Regions from separate parts of the Mus musculus genome. Here region 2 is linked to region 1. The links are chromatin contacts, called in public promoter capture Hi-C maps. All regions are on one chromosome and are shown on one strand. The core of a region is the stretch at or near the end of the contact, and the rest is flanking DNA. Distances in the headings are between cores, read along the strand shown.

Region 1 (3,235 bases), core at 315-2,814:
TCCCTCTGCTTGACTTTAGGTTTAGCCAGCAGCAGGGCTGCAGGCCCCTCCAGGTCAAGTATCTGAGACAGGCCTCCCTTGTTCCTCTGCACAATGTTGTCATTGAACCCTAGAGACAGAAGCCACTCACACTTGAGGGCCAGGCTTTGCTGCCCCATCCCAGTCCACAGTCCTGTTAGAATAGTAAGTCTGCACTGAGAGTCTTGTATGGGGGGAAGTTACCCCAGCCGTTCTTTGCTTTGTAATACTGTTCTTGAATAAGGGTCCGACAGAACTGCACGTCAAAATGTTTGGTTATAAAAATACAAGGCTGGGCATTAATCTGACTTGCAAAGGAGCTGTGCCTAGCCTCAAACATCACATCAAACATGCAGAGCTAACACAGTGCAACCGCTGGCTCCCAGGGTGAGCACCTTGGGGCACAGATGCTCTGTGTAAGCCCCAAGGGTGAGCCCCAACCTGCCCCAAGAGGCAGAGATGCCACAGTATGCTCCACGATGTCTATGCTCCCATCGAACCTGAATGACCAAAAAATGGGGCTTATGCCAAACAAAAGAGTGTTCTACACGGTCCTTTAAAATAGTTATTGAATTTAAATTATCCAATTAACAAAAATCCAGATACTCATATGCACACTCCTGGATTCACCCCATCAATTTAGTCCAACTGTTCAAAATTTGTAAAGAGGGATGGTTATGGTGGCCCACCTTTGTAATCTCTACTTAGGAGTCTGAGGCAGGAAGATCAAGAGTTCAAGACCAGCATGGGCTTATACTGGTAGATCCTGCTCCCAAAACACAAATCCTCATTTTTTAAAAAAAGAAGTTTAAAGTTAATTGTACGTTATTTATAGCTTACTTGGGTCTAACTCATAATAATTTATATTGGAGAAATTTTACTAATCACATAATATACTCATTTAAGTTTTAGTAAATTTAGAGTTTAATAAGTGCAACTATAGTTCATTCTAGAAATTTCTATCATCTTCCTAAAGTGTTTGGAGCTGATTTGTAGCCAGCCTCTGTTCTGTCCCAACTCCAGACACTGACAACTGCCAGTGGGCTTCTCCTCTTTATAAATGTGCTTTTTCTGGACATTCATTGATGTGAAATCTTGCAATATGATTCTATTATGTAGAATAAATTACTCTCTACATGCTAGTCATGGCTGAAGGAACCAAAAGAGAAGTCCTTGAGAGAACCACTCAGCGTGGAATAAATGTGTACACACACACACACACACACACACACACACACACACACACACACACAGGAAATGAGGCAGGCAGGCAGGCTGGAAAAGAATAATGTGAGCAAGAGGCTGCCTAAGGACACCTGGCACCTTGGGCTACAGGAGCAAACTCAGCCTTGGCACTGCTGCTTGGCTTTATTCTCTGTAAACATTCACTCTCTGGGAAGGTTATTTTTGTTTCCAAGTGTAACGTCTTGAATCTGACATGGCCTATGAAGGCCAATAACAGGGCCAGACATTGGGCTTTGGGTAGGTGATGAATCTTTAAGGCTGTGACCTCACCAAAATGAATCCACTGACAGTTTCATAATCTTATGAAATTGTAGGGAAGTGGCAGAAACTAGGAGGTGGGGTTAATGGGAAGAGGCAGGTCACTGTATCTTGTCCCTGGCTCCTTGCTGTCTGTCACTGCTGTCAGAGAGCAGCAGTTCTCTGCCATGTTCGTCCACCATAATGCTTCAGCCCCACTTAGGCCCAATGACAAAGGAGCCAAGCAACCGTGGACTGAGACACTAAAACAGAGCTTTTCTTCTTGAGGTTGCTTTTCTAGACATTTTGTCATGGAGTTGTAAAGTGACTAGAACCCCAGGTCAAACTGGGGTCTAAAATTGGAGTGGGGGGTCCGGTGGGGGGGGCCCTTGTTCCTGGTAGATGTCAATAGGTGTCACAAAGTTAGAACAGATCATCCTGTCCCAGAGCAGACTCTGCCCCCATCAGTTGTACCTTTCGCTGCTGCTGCTGCCCTGGTCACCTTGCCATAGACTCTGAACTCCTGGAAGACAGCTCATTTTATGCCTGGGCATCACTGCACCCTCAGTATCCAGCACAGTGCTTCAGCATGTGTTGGGTGCATCACTAAAAACTATGGAGCTAAGTGGTCAATGAATGAAATCTATAGCACTTTGAAAACATGGACTGGCTCCTGAGTGACCAAAGAACTTTACCTAGAATCAAACCTGGCAGTTTTGTTTCTGGAAAGGTATATTTCTTTTTATTATTATTATTTGTGTCTTGAAGGTTGAGCTCAGAGCTATGCATGCTAGGCAAATACATTACCACTGAGTGGCATCTTAGCCTTCCCAGAACACACTGAAAAAACAAACAAACAAAGCCCACAGTGTCAAAACTGCTATCTCCGAGTCAGAAGAGGCAGTGAGCAAGCACTCAGAACAAAGGCTGTTTCCATAATTTGTGGGGGCCCAGAACAAGCTACAAGAAGAGGGCTGGGGATGTAAACCAATGGTAAGGCACTGGCCCAGCATGCCTAAGGCCAAGTGTTCCATCCCTAAAACCAAAGCAAGAAAAAGGGAACAGACAGAGTCGCTCCACATGTTTGGTTCAGTTGCAAGCACCTAGTCTGTGCTCTGATGTCAGGGACCATCTCTTCTTTCCAAAATGGAAGGAACACTGGGGTGTTGCTGGGTGAGGTAGAGCCTAAAGCCACCAGGGTGCCTGCCCTTGCTGGTTGGCTACACGTTTATGCCCACAGCATTTCCAGTGCCTGGCCCTGTACTCCAGCTTGTAGTCCCGCCGCGATGACTCCTACCTGGGTCAGTATTGACGATAGTTTTGGTCCGAATGAGCTGGGAAGGGGAGAAGCCAATTTCTGAGAGCCACAGCCTGAGGTCCACGTAAGCATCCTCCAGCTGCTGCAGCACGTAGAGGAAGAACTCAGACACCTCCTCGCCTTTGCTCTGCACCAGGTCAAGGATCTTTCGGACCTACAGACAACACACGCATTAAGAGCATACGCTGGTGTGAAGGACACCTTCCTGTCAAAAGGATCCTGGTGCACCCAGCTACTAGAATTGTAGCAGTAGCCTGGCCACCTCCATACCCAGTGTAAGAGTCAACATGGAATCTGTAAAATGGGCCTCTTTAGCAAGATCTCAGCCCCATGGCAATAAGAAGCCAGGAGGAATCTGTGAGCCTGAGAACAGATCAGACACAGAGCCCTCCAGCTGTGGTCTTTTCTCTGCCTTTC
Region 2 (3,235 bases), core at 312-2,811, 180 kb after region 1:
GAGGTGTGGTGTATCTCTCTTAAACTATGACATTGAGGGACGGTCAGGGCCATGTCTCCCCCAACTCTGCCTAAGAACAGAGGAGGTGATATGGTGTCCCGATGCTCAACAACGGATCCACACTGTGGGACCAGGAAACGCCTGTCATGATAATCCCACCCCACACATGCACTGTACAGATATGCAGAGGAGGGAGAGTCAGTTCCCTGTCCCAGCCTGCCAGCTGTATTCATCTCTGCAGCACTGCAGCTGGCATCCCACTTCCTTCACAGGGAAGATGAGAAGACTTTACAATTGTGGTCATGTCATCTTTCAGGATTAGCTCTGCATAGCCTTCAGGGTGGGGCCAGTGTCTTTGGCACTGTAAAGAAGACACTTGGTGAGCTCGCCCCATTTTCACCTGTTGCTGGCTGGGTGCTCTGTGCTTCTGCCATGCTCTGCCCACCATTTAGAATGCCCTGCAGCCTCTTTTCCCTTCCCGTAAGCATGCAGCTGTGGTCTTACCTCTTCTGCCCCTACTGCTCAAGATGCTTCCCTATTTATAGGGAGTGCTCTAGTTCTCAACAAAGTTCTACCAACCTGGACTTAGCCAACTCTATTTACATGAGGCTCCATGGGTGGGCAAGCCTGTTCACTAACTTCCCCCAGAGTCTCCAACACCCGTCAGAGTGTTCCAGAGATGGTTGTCCATTACACAGGGGAAAACAGAAAACAAAAACCAAGCAAGTTCCTTAGCCATAGGGTTGAGAAATACCCAGGGTTCTGTCTCCCTGGCCAGACTCCCTGCCCCTCTAACTAATAGTAGTATTCCTCTGTGTGTGTACACACACGAGTGTCTTTGTGTATGAGTATCCATGCATCTTGAGTTGGAAAGTTACTTAAAAGATTCCTTGGATGCCTTTGGACCCTTATATTGTCTCTGAATAGAATAAATAATATGCCTCCCAATAATTTCCAGGCATTTTCCAAATATATGTAATTGCATGTGTGATGAATAAAATAGAAATATTCCATTAAGGGCTTGCTGGAAGTTATAATTGCTCTCCTGACTATGTGGATTTTTTCATTTATTTTGGACCACAGGGGCATACAGCACAATTGGTCATAGTCTTTGATTTACAGTCCCTTGTCATCATCAGCCCACATACACAGTCTAACTTTTATAGTCTTTTCTTTAATGGAAGCGTTTGTATAGCAGTGACCATAATGAGCTGGCCACCCAATCTGGAACAGATATTAGCAGTCATGCCCATATTTATCCACACATGCCTTCCCAGAGGAAGCACCATCTTGAATGCTGCATTTATCACTCACTCCCTCGCTCTTTTTTTTTTCTTTTCAGTTTTCCGCACGTAAGATTCTCTGAGCGATGGTGAGCGTGGTTGTGCTTCCCTTAGTCATTCCACATTCTCCTAACTAGTGGACACGAGAGAAGAGACCGCTCCCACTCGGGGACTACAGAAGCAGGTTCCGCAGCCCAGCAGGCATCCTAACAGTGCCCGTGTCCACCCCAGGGCCGTGGCTAATGAGGGATGATGTGTCCTCACAGTGGCTGCTAGGCAGCGTCACCAGCGATGCGCTGGATGAATATTTAATGACACAAGGAAGCAGTCACTCGCAGTTATTAGAGAGAAGCACAGGTTAGAAAGCTGTGGCCACAATCACAGCTCGCTTCTGGTGAAAACAAAACAAAATGAAAAAGACCTCAAAACAACAACAACAAAAACAAATAAATAAGCAAGGTGAGACTCTGTGGACTGTGAACTCCTAAGGGGCACGAGGCTCCCGCCAAACTGAGACGAACTCTTATCTGATGAGTCAAAAGGGTTTTTCAACCAAATTTTGTATAAATAGTGCCAGTGGGTTTTGTCAGCAGACGGAAAGAAGCCTTAAAAATGGGGCAGGGAGGGTGGTGTCTAAGAGGATGGCCTTCTCCCCCATCTCAGGTTGGGGGTGGGGCATCTGTCCCACCTTTTCAAGCAGAGGGCAGGGAGAGGCCAGGGTGTCTTTGAACAGCAGTGTTTCCTCTGATGACAAAGTGCAGGAAGGGATGGCACTCCTGTCTGCTAGGCATGGCCCATGCTGTCTGTCCCCTCTGCCAAAGTGTGCCTATTAGATAGACTTAAACCCTAATTCTAATGGATGAAGAAACAGAGATGTAGGCTGAGTGCTATCCCTCCAAATTCTCACATTGTAATCCAAAGTCCCAATAACTAAGACTGTGGTCTTCACTGGGTCTGGGTTCTTTACAGAGGTGATTCAAATATGGATGCAATTTGGCCAGCAGGCCCAGTTCTTAAGATGAGTGGCCTTCTAAGAAGGTGGGACAGGTTCTCTCAGAGGGAAGACCCGAGGACAGGAAAGTCCAGAGAGAGGCCTTGGAGTAGCCAACCCAAGCCAACCCTTGGCCATGCCCTTCCAGACTCCAGAATAGGGAGGAGATGAGTTTGAATCCATCAAGTCACCCCAGTCCAGTGCTTTGTCACAGTAGTCTAGGAAACTCCTAGAGACAGGTGTCTTGCCTAAAGCCCCACAGCTGCTGCATGGAGGAGCTGGGACAAGATTGGTCTCATTCTGCACAGCCCCACAGCAGAGGTGCAGGGGGTGGGATTTAACCTCTTTATGTCTGCCTCAGGTTGTGTTTGGATGTCCAGGGCTGGCCAGCACTCCTGTTCCCTTGAGCCCTGACAGGTTCTGAGCCATAGGACACCCTCCCTCTCCCAAGTCCTCTTTCCATGCTGTTTCTGTGAACCAGCCCTTTGGAAGTCTGGGGAGGGAGGGTGGGGCCCTCGAAATGTCTCCCTAGAGCTATCAACTCCGCCTTCCGCAGCACTTCCCCTCACTGTGTGAGTCAGCTTCTGGAAACCTCAGAGGGTCAGAGCCCAGAGCCTGGCTGCTGTTTCACAGGACCATACTGGGGTGATGCCTGTAGCCACGGCAACCAGAGATGTTTTTACACCTTCTGCTAGTCTTGCCTTTTGGCTGAGTTTGAAAGCAGAAGGGTCATCCCCTCTCTAGGCTCCTGAACACACCAGTCTAGTTGATTTTTTTTTTCAGGTACCCAGGCAGGGACAGTGAGCAAGAAGAGGCTTTCTGGCCAAATTCTTGTCATTGATCAAGAGCCCACAGTTGTAATAGAGAAGGATACTATGCAAGGACTCCAGTGAAGAGACCAAATTGGGCCTTACAGCCAGGGCTCTGTGTGCTATCCAACTGAGCTGCTTTGCTCAAGCTC

The links. Capture Hi-C pulls out chosen DNA fragments and counts their contacts.
Region 2: a contact with region 1 is called in a promoter capture Hi-C map of pancreatic islet. The contact joins two enhancer-like sites. A contact is called at or near these places in 3 of 115 datasets of contacts at active chromatin or transcription factors (embryonic stem cells and pancreatic cancer cells) and 2 of 9 other capture datasets (liver and pancreatic islet).

What each region holds. Positions count from the first base shown.
Region 1 is chr6:54,945,152-54,948,386 of GRCm38.p6, forward strand. It overlaps Nod1 (nucleotide-binding oligomerization domain containing 1), which reads right to left. Exons shown (of 12, transcript NM_172729.3): 3 at 2,798-2,972. Among named protein-coding and RNA genes, the nearest start is that of Nod1, 26 kb to the right of the region's middle. Within about 2 kb of position 1,565, at least 31 of the 459 cell types and tissues checked have an H3K27ac peak or open chromatin away from gene starts, as enhancers often do. A contact at or near this core is called in pancreatic islet, where this site is marked.
Region 2 is chr6:55,120,385-55,123,619 of GRCm38.p6, forward strand. The region is part of intron 2 of Crhr2 (corticotropin releasing hormone receptor 2); the gene reads right to left. Among named protein-coding and RNA genes, the nearest start is that of Crhr2, 11 kb to the right of the region's middle. Within about 2 kb of position 1,562, at least 2 of the 459 cell types and tissues checked have an H3K27ac peak or open chromatin away from gene starts, as enhancers often do. A contact at or near this core is called in pancreatic islet, where this site is marked.